Regions from separate parts of the Sparus aurata genome. Here region 1 is linked to region 2. A link is a contact called in public Hi-C data. All regions are on one chromosome and are shown on one strand. Each heading gives the region's core, a stretch centred on a gene start, on an enhancer-like site or on the middle of the called end of the contact. The rest is flanking DNA. Distances are from core to core; before and after follow the strand shown. Region 1 holds the start of LOC115574586 (transcription factor 7-like). Region 2 holds the start of LOC115573552 (NACHT, LRR and PYD domains-containing protein 3-like).

Region 1 (6,491 bases), core at 2,371-4,870, 190 kb before region 2:
TGAGTGGCCAATGCCTTTTTCCAAAATAGTGGCCCTTAGAGAGTATCTGTGCCAAATTTCATGCTTGTATACCAAAGTGAACGATTTTTTTACTAATCTGCTGCACTATTGCTCATGCAGAGAAATTAAAAAGCTTACAGCACCTGGTATTCCCAGGCGGTCTCCCATCCAAGTACTAACCAGGCCCGACCCTGCTTAGCTTCCGAGATCAGCATACATGTTCAACAGTTATGTCTCCAAGAAAACACTGGACCGCGCCCGTGGTTTGATCCCGGGGAGGGATAGAGACCGCGAAATCTTGCAGTAAGATTTGAGGAGAGAAGTAACCACTGAGCTAAACCAGCGCGGAGGAGAAAGACGGAAATAATCTTTATAAAGCTGCTCTTCTCTTCTCTTTTTTTCTCTTCTCTGCGTTGAAGGAACAACTGAGAATCCCGCCTTGAACAACCACTTTGCAGCGCTTTAATGCTCTTAAACAAGACATTCATGGAAATGTTTCCTAATCTGTGGAGCAGTTTGGAATCAAAGCGAGTACCTGAAAGCTGTACTGAAGTAATGTGGGCTCCCCTGATTTCACACTGCACAAAAGATTAGGAGACATTTACAGTAATGTCTTCTATAAGATGATAGAAACGCTGAAATGTAGCCGCACTCTGAAAACACTAGCATTCCCCCAAACTTGTTAAACTGTGCTGATGTTTCTCCGTTCCTAGATACAGACAAACGATGAGGACGGAGCAGGTGAACACGTATAAATAGCGTGTTTGTTCCTTCTCCTCCGCGCTGGTTTAGCTCAGTGGTTACTTCTCTCCTCAAATCTTACTGCAAGATTTCGCGGTCTCTATCCCACCCCGGGATCAAACCACGGGCGCTGTCCAGTGTTTTCTCGGAGACATAACTGTTGAACATGTATAAATCGCGTGTTTGTCTCCTCAGCCTTCGCTTACGGCCATACCACTCTGAACACGCCCGATCTCGTCTGATCTCGGAAGCTAAGCAGGGTCGGGCCTGGTTAGTACTTGGATGGGAGACCGCCTGGGAATACCAGGTGTTGTAAGCTTTTTACCTTCTCCGTGACAGACAGCAGAGGGCGCTGCTGCTCCTTCACTGGAGACACGGCTTTGAACAACAGAGCAGCTTGTCTGAGAAAGATGTTCAGCGTTTTTAATACAAGATGTATTTTGCTTATTTTTCATATACTTGCATTACAAGTGTAAATGTTTGCGTGTATTACATTATAACATGTCTTATAAAATATTTGAATAATTGACTGCATACCTTGTCATCTGCAATATTCTGACCATCTGTCAAATCAGTTCCTTCATAGGTTATATATCACAGGTACACATTTGGTTACATGCTGAATCCAGAGACTTGAATGACAACTGACAACTAAAAGAGAGTAAAAGATGGCTTCTTGCATAACTTCATAACATATCTATATTAGTACTCTAAAAATAACTGATTGTAAAGGTAGGACTGCTCTAATTTCTATGGCTCTGAGTGTTTTTTTGTTCTTTGTTTTTTTAGTTCAACGCCATGTACTCCGTAATGTTGATGTTTTCATTTTTTAAATCTTCTCTTGTGGTGATTTGGTTCCTCTGATCCTCGTGAACCCTGCGCTGCTTTTATTTGCCCTGGGATGATACAGGTGTCCTCAAAAGCTCAAATCAACTGACATGACCGGGCTTTCAACTGGGTGCTTTATAATCAGACGCCAAGACAACACCTATATCAAAATCCAGTTTTTAGACCTTTTCCTGCTTGTGCTTACATGATGCATTTAAATCTAAATACATGCACTGAGAGTTTGATTTTCTGTTCTTCAGGTAAATCTATTCATACTTGTCGGTATTCTTTATTTCCAGACTCTCTATTGGAGAGAAGGCATGACGCACTGGGTGGCTTTGTTTACAGCAGAAGAGGAGGCAGGTACCACAATGTCAACATGTTCTTTCTTTCTTTCTTTCTTTCTTTCTTTCTTTCTTTCTTTCTTTCTTTCTTTCTTTCTTTCTTTCTCCCATCCTTCATTCCTTCCTTTCTTCCAAGACCAAGTACACCCCCTCAAGGCAAATGCACTCTGGTGTCTCCTGGTTGAACAAGAACTAAATTAACATTAGAATGAACCGTTAGTCATGAAATGGTTGTCCTCAGTTTGGACCACTTTATATAGAAACATATTCATCCTTCTACTATATTTGGAGTGATGAAGAGCACGAAGGAGCCTGTGAAATGTTGTGAAAAGATACTCATCACAAACACAGAGGCCACTCCGTCTGCAGACTCACTACAAACTTGTCCCTTTTTTGCCGGGCATCTTATCTGGCCACTGAGAGACTGAGAACATTTTTCTTATCTGGCTGAACCGCCGCCGTGGGACATGAGCGGCTAGCAGAAATAGGAAAAGATCATTTGGCTCAATTGTTCCTCTTTATCACCTCGGCTTCGTCCCACAAAGATTAAAAGAAGCTGTCGGTCTGGGTTCATCCTTCATTGCTTTCAGATGACTGGGACCAATCGAATGTTTCCCTGATAGGAGAATTCTTTTTTTTTTTTTTGGGGGGGGGGGGGGGGGTATCCAGTGTCATTCATTTTACAGGAAGGAAACTATAAGCAGTGACTGTGTTTATAGGAGTGACTGCATGAGGCAAACACATTTCACACCAGCTCTCTTAGCAAACAGACTTCTTCAGGATAACGACAGTCACCAGCAGGGTCCTTTATCTTCGTACCCAGACGACTGAGTTCGTCCAGATTTAAATGCTGAAGGTCTGACACGGGTCTGGATCTTCTGGTTCTTTCTGAGCTGGTTTAAAGTCCATCAGAGCAACAAGCACCAGGGCCAAATATGTCTTTCATGACTCATCATCATGAACTCATTTTTAATGCATATAGCTCTGGGATGGGATTAATGATATAATATTGTTGATATAATTTTGATCTGAAAAGAGAAAATGCTCCATAATCTTGGTATTATGATTATGAAATACTGTTTAATATATTCCAATATTGTTTGTTACAAGTTATGGTTTCTACAATGGATAAACACTGACTAAATATTTAGCAAACAAGCTCATATTTATTCAGATTATCTACATGAAATCTTCCTCTTTGTCAGTGTTTTGGTTCATTTTGTAAAAAAGGAGAAAAAAAAAACTTCAATGAAATCTCAAGTAACAATAAAACACCGAAGCATTGTTTATTGTACTGCCATGAAATGTGTGCCTTCATCATTCATCAAGTGTTAATTGTTAAAAAAAAAGAATAGTTTGGGTGTAAAGAGGATTCTTTAAAAATGTGCATTCATTTCAGAATATCTTGGTATTTTGTATGTCCCCATTTTGCTTTAATAAAAGCATGCACTCGAGCTGGCATGGACTCCACAAGTTGGAGTAAAAGCTGCTGACTCACGTTGTCCCAGCATGCTCTGAGAGTTTCCACAAAGCTTCCTGTGATGTCACAGGCCGCTTTGCTGTCTCAGACTTCATGTCCCCCGATAAATGTTGAAAGGGGTTGAAGTCAGGTTACTGTTGAGGAAATTTCACGGCAGCATTGGACTCCACGGTCTTCTTTGGTCCCCATGTAGCTGTGTCAAAGCTCTGAGGTGTGGTTGGGCTCATGATCCTGCCGCAGTATGTACCAAAGAGTCTCCAAAGATTGGAGGCCAAAACAACCCCAGACTGGAACATTGGATTGTCCAGATAAATGACATTAATAAGAGAAACCAAACATGTTCACACATCTTAATCTGAAAGACATCAAGGCTTCCACATTTTCACAGTTGAGTTCAACGCCATGTACTCCTAATGACCAGCAGGGGGCAGCAGAGGGCTGTGTGAAGATGAACACACCGGGCTGACCGCCATTACATTTACTTTCACCTAAAATCTTAATGCCCATTATTTATATTTTATATTTTATAATCTTACATTAGTTTTTTATGATTTCACTTCCATTTGAGCTCACAAACATCCTCCACCAGCATCCAACCGACCCTAAAAGGTCCTTTCATATTTTTGGTCTTTAACTAATCTTGCATGTACAGCGCTCAGCCTCTGGCAACATTACCACTTAAAACCTGATGTCTAAACACCCAGAAACCTCCGTGCGCCTCAGCGTCCCATTAGTTACAGCACAAAGGTGGATTGCCCTCAGTCAGAGAAAGCAGTGGTGAGTCTGAGAAGGAGTCACAAAATTTGATTTACAATCACCGAGGTTTCACATCATTTTAAGGAAGACATGGGGAAAGAAAAACACGTGACTTGGAATTGTTTTATTGCTGCCCGAGCAAAGCTTGTGTGGGCTGTGAAGACGGCGCTGTGGTGATCTGGGTCTCGGCTCGGTGTTTGTTGTCGTTACTGGGTTTCCAGGTGGCTGCTTTGGTGTTCTGGTCGGTTTCGGGGGGGCCGGCAGATGTAGACACAGAGGTTGTCAGAGACAAAGACAGGCCGGTTTGGACTGCATCAGCACAATAAAGAGACACACTGTTCAGAATCTGAATGATTCAGCACCATGGAGAGAGACACACTGACTGGAGCTGTGTACGAGATCTCTGCACCACATTTACCTTCGCACATTTTATCACAACGACTGGATTCTGGATAATACGCCTGTGGCATGAACACAACATAGTGCTCCTCGTTTTACAAAAACTACTAATAAGACTTTATTTTCGGGGATGCATATTAACTACATTTAAAGAAAATTGATTTTTTTTAAGTTAAACTGTGTCTGTTAAAGACACAAGAATAACAGCAGCTCTTGGCCTGTTTATTATTTGCTCACAGGCTGTTGGATAAATCTTGTTTTCTCCTTAAAATGACAGGTTGATTCAGTGTTTCCTATTTGTTTAATTAATGGCATAATGTTTGCAGGAAACATGTCATTAATCCAGACATCAGTGTCAATAACTGTTAATATGACAAAGTTGTGAGTCAGCTCAACACTAAAGTAGCCCTCGGGGACTCGCTCGCTGTCTTATTTTCTCTCTAATGATCCAAAGAAATGATGTATGATCTGTCATCTGTCAAGCTGCCAGGTGACCCACAGGACTGTTAATACAGTATGTGCATAAACAAAGCAGAGAGGATCTAATAGTAGGTATGATTCAGCACCAGAGTAGCTGATAGGGAGGAAGGCCCATTCTGCACGGGTCACCAGTCACTCACAGAGATAACGAAGACTCTTGTATTGAGACCTTCACTTACTGGCCACTTATTTAGGCACTTGGGAGTCTCTTCTGGTTGCCTGGTAGCCTCATGATGACAACAAAACTTCAGGAGGCCGCCGCACTGGCCAAGAAATAGCCCGGCACATAACTCACGTAACAAACCAGTGTGTCGTTTTAAAGGCGTACTTTGTACAATATGACCAGAATTCTTAGGTAGTTCCAAAGCAGAGGGGTCAGCGTTTCACCAGAGCAGCTGAAACTTGCTGCTTTTTGCTAGCTATCCTTGGGTTATTTTGACAACAGGAGATAGAGTATGGAGGCGATTAACAGCGGCTCTGACCAGGACTATGACCCGGGCAGCTGTGTCTTGTCGTAGATGCAGCAGGCGGGGACGTGACAGGACGTGACGACATCTTTATTTTCTTTATTTTCTTTATCTTTATTTACATCTCTGTAAAAGAGAGAAACTTGAATTCAGGTGGTATTCGGACCATGGCCTTTTGCAGTACAAAGTGGTATTATGTGACAGGATGAACCAGGGCTAGCTGATTAGCATGCTAACTTCAGAAGATATCTCCACAACACAAGTCTACGTCTCTAATTACAACACTGTTGCTCCCTCACACTCTGTTGATAATGCCATATTTTTTTATGTTTTAAACTAGATTTTTGAGCCATATATCACAAATTTCTCCTTTAAAAATGAGTTTTTTGTAAGCAAACCACTGAAGTTGGGTTCATTATCATGCCACCATCCTCCTATCTCATCCGCCCTCCAACACTTCACCCTCACCTCAGTTCTTCTCCCATCATTTGTCTGCTTTTCACTCCCATTCCTTCCTCTTCCCTGTTTTTAGCTCCCCTCCTCCTTTGGTCTACCTGCAGAACAACAGAGGACTCGGATTAGACTCCGTTTAAACAAGAGGAACAGAGTGGAGCTTTAAATAGTAAACAACTTTCATTCAGCAGCCGCAGAATACAGAACAGGCGAGGACGCAACCTCTGCATCTGTGTTCCTGAAAACTCCCTGATTCAAGTCTGTGTGTGTGTGTGTGTGTGTGTGTGTGTGTGTGTGTGTGTGTGTGTGTGTGTGTGTGTGTGTGTGTGTGTGTGTGTGTGTGCAGAGAGGGAATGAGAGTAAATCTGCTGAGCCACAGTAACCCTGGAGGAAGAAGTGTTTTTCTCTCTTGAGCTCATCTTTTATTGAACAACGGAGAGACAAGATAGACTTCAGGGTTTTTTTCTCGTATTTAGGCTTTTTTTACTTCCTCGTTTTTAATACTTTTATTGAAAAAGTTCTTAGAGTTTCTTGTAAACAATT
Region 2 (6,599 bases), core at 3,153-5,652:
TTACCCTGGGGTCATGAGTATGTTTATTTAAGGGTCAGCCAATTAAGAAAGCGGACAAGGCCCCAACAGGTGTTTGTTTTGTTCGACCTCATTAGTTCAAACTTTGGGGGACTGCATGTTTCCCCCTGAGGACTCGAGTCAGGGAGTTCATGAGGGTTGGTAGAGTCACACAGGGTTTCTTTGTCCTGTTAAAACATTGACATCCTAGAATGGAAGATGAACACCAGCAAAATCTGCAGACGAAACATGTGTAAAGTGTAAAGGCTGTGTCCGGATTCCATGCTGGAGAGTTGACAAAACATAAAATGTAAACTCTTCAAACTTCAAGCTTTCATCACATCTAGGTCTTCCTCAGGTTACGCTAAAAAAGTCTAGCACTGCCAAGCAAAAATCATTTTAAATTCCTTATGCCAGCATTCATACTAAAACGTAAGTGTCAAGCTACTCAAAGCTTAAAAAAACGAAAATAAATTAAACGTTTTTAAGATTATATCTGGTGATCAAATCCTTCGAAAAGACCAAAATCAACCTTGTGTTAGTCCATTAATACTTTCTGACCCTCCAACCCTATCTCTGGCTCTCGGCCCAAAGCCCACTGTTATCTGACGGAGACATACATAGTATATTTTAATTAAAAGAAATGACAGTAATATCCTCAGCCAGCTTTGCCCTTTAGTTTTTAACAAACATACTCAAACAGGAGGAAATAGTGATTTGGTTTGGCACTGTTTTCAGCAGCGGACTAATTAACACAAACGTAATAGTAGCAGCAATTCCAATGTATAAACATGAGGCACAAAAAATACTTAATAATCTGTCTGATTCATCTGCTACGCTACAGCGAAAAAAAATAGATTCAGAATGCAAACAACTCCACGGGATGCAATGAATATATATTACAGTACATGAATTTCCTGCACTGTGCACCTGTTGCATCATTTTTTACTCCCCCAAAAAAGTACAAAGTTGACTGTTTTCCTGTAAACCATCTGCAAAAACAGCTTGTTGGGACAATTAGTGTATGAAGACAGTTGGTATGTAGGAGGGAAGTCTCTGCTCTGCTGTGGCTCACTGGATCTTGCAAGCGGCTCTTATGCCTCCCTGTGGACAGAATAGTGAATTACACCACAAAAAGCTATATTAGAAGGGTTTAGATTAATATTAATACGTAAAATGAAGCTCAAAGTGCCTCGCAGACACACTAGAAACAAAACGATACAAAAACAATACAAAAAGTTGCATACGTTCATAAAAAAAAGAGAGAGAGAAAAAGAGATACAGACGTACAACAGTAACTAGGCGCCTGTCTGAAGAAGAGCGTCTTAAACGTAAAAGAAGAATCCACCGGTATTCATATAATCTGATGGTGGTGCTGCTGTGCTGTGTCAGGCTCGATAAATCAAATCCAAACAGAAATTGATTTTGTGCAGCGCGGCAGAACTGCGGCTCACTTCTGTGTTCGACTCAGTGGAAGAATTACAGTTTGAGCACAAACAGAGAAGAGGAGGGCAGGAAAGTGGACTGAGCCTCAAATGTCAAAACAAAGACCAACTTTACGCACATTGCTCCCACCGCTCAGTCATGTGTAGCGCAGCGCTGAACGATCCTCTGGCTTCTCCCCTGACTTGTCTTTCTCTGTGTCTTTTGTTTTCCTTTTTTCTTTTTCTTCCTGGTGGGGATTTTTGCGCCCGCAGCCCTCCTGAAACAAAGACTGACTCCGCCATCGACTCCCCGGACGCCCAGCGCCAGGAGTGGTTCGCTCAGTACTTTTCCTTTTGATTGACCACAAAACCTGCAAAACACAAGGATTCAGCATGTCAACCAAACTTGAGAAGAAAAAAGAAAAAAAAAACTGAGATCAGAAAAAATAATAATAATAAAAAAAAAACGCTGAAAAAAATGAGAAAAAATGTTCAAACTATTTGTTATTTATTGTCATTGATCGGTGTGGGGATCGGTTCACTTCAGACGCAGTCAGCTGGAAGTCTAATTCGTGGTTTGAGGATTAAATTTGTCATTGGTCAGTTCGACGGAGCTCGATGTCCTTCATCCTCGCTCCGGTGAATGATGTGAAGATGAGCCGCTTCCTGTCGGTGGCTGAGGGGAAAGTGAACGGATCCTGACCGTCAGACGTCATCACTCTGATCTGATTTGATTGTTTGATTCTCTCTGATTGTTTCACTGTGGATGAGTTTCTCTCTTAGTACAGTGACAATGATCATCAGTCTGTTTCGATGTTTATTTGATTTCTTTACTTCCTGACTTATTTTTAATTTTTTTTTTTTTTTGCAGTTTCATGGAACTAGAAAAAAAAATTGAGTGGTGCATTATCATGCTGCTAATTGCCATTGTTGGACTCCAGTAAGAAACATATATATAAAGAAATATACGGTAGGTTATTGTGCTCTCTCTGTACGTGGGCCCACTGCATACAGCATCTTAGACTAGGAGCGCTGATCTACGACCAGTTCGCCCTCCTCATCAACGGTGACATTTCCACGGACCTGATCCTAGATCAGTCACACTTCTCTGATATGCTCCATGAACATAGGCTCTGGTTTTAGGACGGCACCATCATGGCGAGTTTGTTACAGCTGCATAGAAGTTTCAGCAGATTTTGGTAGAATATTAAAACCTGTTTGTATGGTTGTCTGTCTCAACACAGATATAATGATGTCTCACCAATTTTAAAAACAAAAATAGCATATTTTATATTTATATTATAATGTGTATGCTTAATAAATAATTATTGTGACATTTACTTGTGTTTGTTTGTCATTTATTTGAATGAGTAAGTGGTTCACACTGTTTAATGTTGCAGAATTTTTAAAGAGATGGAAGATCATGGAAGGTCATCAGTGACTTTAATATTGAGCTACAGCACATTTTTAAGGCAGAAAAGGTTTCAAATGTTGAAGTTGTGTTAGGTTTGAATGATTTTATCGCTGTTGTGTCAACAGGCTTGATCACGATAGTTTTTGTATTTTAGAAAAATTTAAAAAGCTGATTTATACACATAACACCAACTACATTAATAGTAATATAAGCTCCATTTTGATAGATTACACTTTAAAGTAACCATCATTAATGAACGGCAAATTTTAAGTAAATTCGGCTTTAGTAATATATAGTAGAATATAGTAAAGTAAGATTTACCTTTACTTCATTTTTTCATGATTTGCCATTTTTATTTTATATTATTCAAATCAGTCACATCACAAAATATAGATAAGGTTACTTAAAGTTATACATAAATATAAATAAAATAAAAATATAAATAAAATCCGTTCCATTATAATAGTGAAAATAAGATAATAACTAAATAAACAAATAAAGATCCAAATAGAATACAGAAATGCTAAACATTAGACCGGGAAAATAAACACAGAAAAATGATATTTAGAAATGATTGTAATAAAGCAGCAGGGTTATGCCGGGGTGGCACAGTATCTCTTGACCGCTGCATTCGAATGTGATCGTGCACACACACACACCTGGTTGCTCTGAAATCTGAACCTGCAGTCTGTTCCAACTTGGATTGTGCTTGATGAATTCATTTGACATTCATGAGAAAGTAAATCTCTCTCCGGGCAGATTGCAGAGACACTACATGACAGCAGCAGTGGCTGTCACTGTCTTCATCACTAGTTTGACATAAAAGTCTTTATAACAGGAAGTATAGCTGACCCACAGAAACAATTTTGATTTTTTTTAGATTTAGTCTGCAGTGTTGGGTTTTTTAAGTATATTGTTTTAAACATAGATTGAACTGTTTGGTCAAGACAGCACCGTGGAAAACTACACAACATGCAAGGTGAGACGTTGAAGGAACAAACAGGTTTTCTGTATAAAATATAAGAAAGTATATAAAGATAAAGATAGAAAGTGCGCTGTCAGAATAAACATAACACCTAGTCAACTTCTGAGATGAAAGACAGGGAGTGACTGTGAGATGACGCACAGAAGATGATGATGATGATGATGAAGACAGAAGAAGAAGAGGAGGTACAGAGACAATGACAGATGTGTTGGATGCAGCTGTCTGAACAGCAAAGAAACTATAAAGTATAGTTGTCTGTCCCAGGTTTGTTGAACTTTATGGACACATCTTACAACACTTTTTGCAGTGGTGGAAGAAATATTCCAATGCAATAAAACACTGTAAAAAATAACATGCAATAATGAAAAGCAGCTCATAGGCCTGTTATTAGATCAGACCTGTCATAACTCCTAACATAATGTTTTAACTTGCACTGAGAGGATTAGTATTAGTACACCCAGGATAAGTAATTGTGCAGTTTTGTTTTGTCAGACACCGTGTTGTAAAAAGCCCTGAGTGTTAACTTTAAAAAAAAAAAAAAAAAAAGAAGACGTGAAGTTTACTTTCTGTCTCTAACTTTCACTTTCACTCTCTGGTGACGCAGAACTAGTTGCTGCCTCCACACCAAGAGGTATGTTTGTGTTTTTCATGTCAGATTTCTTCTCTTGTCTCCGGCTATGACTCATGTTATCTGAATGTTTTTGTCTCGCATCTGTTTGACACAGCTAACCGTCGGTGTGCAAGCTGGTTGAAAGTGAGAGGTGCTCAAGGGGTCGAGGTGTTTTCATAGCTCTGTTTGTTTTTCAGAAAATACTTGAAAAGAGGTCACAAACAGGGCTGACTACAGTTAAAGTCAAAGTACAGGTGAGCTGCTTCTGGAAAAAAATGCTTTTTATTTAACATCTAAGTAAAAAAAAAGAGACTGATCCTTGTTCTTTATCAGGATTTCTCTTCACATCACAGTAAAAGTACTTCCTTATACTTCTACATGTAGTCTAAGTGGCACTTAGTCCAACTTTAATAAATAAAACGGCTGACAACATTTCTGTCATGTAAACTGTCTGATTTGTGTGTTTCTGTGTGAGCTCTGTACCTTTGTCATGTGACAGAGAGGAGGACTATAAATACCTGACATGTGACAGCATGTTGCTGTGTCTGTGTGAAGGTGTGGACTCTTTGTGAGGATGAATCCTCGTGAGGAGACAGAGGAGGAGGTCCGTCTCTCTACAGCCACTCTGTGTGAGGAACACGACGGCCGGACCGGAGCTCAGAGGTGAGATGAGGATCTCTAACTGTCCAAGACTCTCAGATAGAATCACGCCACCATCATTATTCACAGTCAAAGCTCTGTGTGTGTTCTCATCAGGGTTCACCAGCAGAGGTCGGACTCTCCCGCACCCAGCGGTGTGTCCATGAAGAGTGACTCATCCATGATTGAGCCTGTAACCTTCAAGGATGAAGAAAAGTAAGAATATAGAGCAGAAGAGTTTGTTCCTCTGCAGCGTCAGCTGATAACGTTTTCATGTTGTGAGCAGGGGTGGACTGGGACAAAAATTTGGCCCTGGACTTTTTGGTCCAGACCGGCCCACTACAATCTGCGCGCAGATATTGTGCCAACTCGCCCAGTTGATGTACATACAAACACACAAGCTCTTAATAATACCACCATACTAAACAATATCCCTTTATATTCTGAAGCCTTGAATAAAATAAATGATAACTACACAGTGTGTTGCTCACTTGCTCTTAGGAGGGATACTGGAGAAAGGATTTAAGATTCAAGAGTGTTTATTTGTCACTCACTCACACAGGTACAAGCAGTGAATCATGGCACTGGCAGGCTGGCAGCCAGGTACTGTAGGTCACTCAAAAACACACAAATAGAGAGCCCTGTGAAAGACAGACAACAAAAGATGTATACATTATTTAAGTGATTACTGAACACTATCCATTCAAGTTCTCACGTCTTCACTAAAATAAATGTATAATAGACAGCCAAGAAAAGAGGAAAGTAAGTGTATTGCTCTTACAAGGAGGATGCTGGCTAAAGAACACCAGGACACTGGCAGCACAACTGTAGGTTCCTCTCAAAGCACACACTGGAACAAATATAAAGCCCTCCTCAGCCCTGTGAAAGACAGACAACATTATTTAAGTGATTATTTTGCAATATCCATTCCATTCATGTTCTTGAATCCTAAATAAATGAACAACCCAGTACTTAATACACTAACTCACAACAATACTCACAGAGTGACAGGCCATTGATGAACTGCCTGCTTTAAACATAGTTTTCATAAACAGGAGGGGAACATCTCCTCAAACAAATGGCCAACCTGTGTGAGAGAGACGGAGAGAGAGAAAGAGAGGACTAATGATTGGGTCAAATTATGACATCGCATTATCTTAGATTTTAGTATTAAATGTGTCTGTATGTGGGCGCGCAGGTTGTCGAGTGGTTAGAGCGCATGCCACATACGCAGCCGACCCTGGTTCGATTCCGGCCGGAGGTCCTTTGCTGCATGTCACATCCCCCTCTCTCTCCCATATTTCCTATCTGTCTACTGATTAATAAAGGTGTCTATGCCAGAAAAAAATCTTTAAAAAAAAAAAAAAAATTTGTCTGTATGTGGCTCACTCTGGCCACAAGGGTGCAGTTCGAATTAATGGGAACACCACCCAAAGAAGAACAGTCTTTGACATTGTTCATTGTAATACTCACTGAATCAACATGGTGGAGAGTCTTCCTCAACACTTGTGTTTTCAGCCTCCTCCTGCA

What was found. Hi-C and Micro-C count contacts between places; a contact is called where the count stands out from the background.
Region 1: a Hi-C map of an unstated tissue shows a contact between it and region 2, with 12 times the contacts expected there. The contact joins the promoter of LOC115574586 here to the promoter of LOC115573552 in region 2. A contact is called at or near these places in 2 of 2 Hi-C or Micro-C datasets (skeletal muscle and an unstated tissue).

What each region holds. Positions count from the first base shown.
Region 1 is chr22:10,448,332-10,454,822 of fSpaAur1.1, reverse strand. It overlaps LOC115574586 (transcription factor 7-like), which reads right to left and starts at 3,620. Exons shown (of 4, transcript XM_030406215.1): 1 at 3,529-3,620. The coding sequence starts at 3,620. It also overlaps LOC115574684.
Region 2 is chr22:10,258,383-10,264,981 of fSpaAur1.1, reverse strand. LOC115573552 (NACHT, LRR and PYD domains-containing protein 3-like) reads left to right here and starts at 4,402. Exons shown (of 14, transcript XM_030404365.1): 1 at 4,402-4,451; 2 at 4,628-4,684; 3 at 4,986-5,093; 4 at 5,187-5,285. The coding sequence starts at 5,005. It overlaps fam184ab (family with sequence similarity 184 member Ab), which reads left to right. Exons shown (of 23, transcript XM_030405412.1): 23 at 1,695-2,761. The coding sequence ends at 1,779.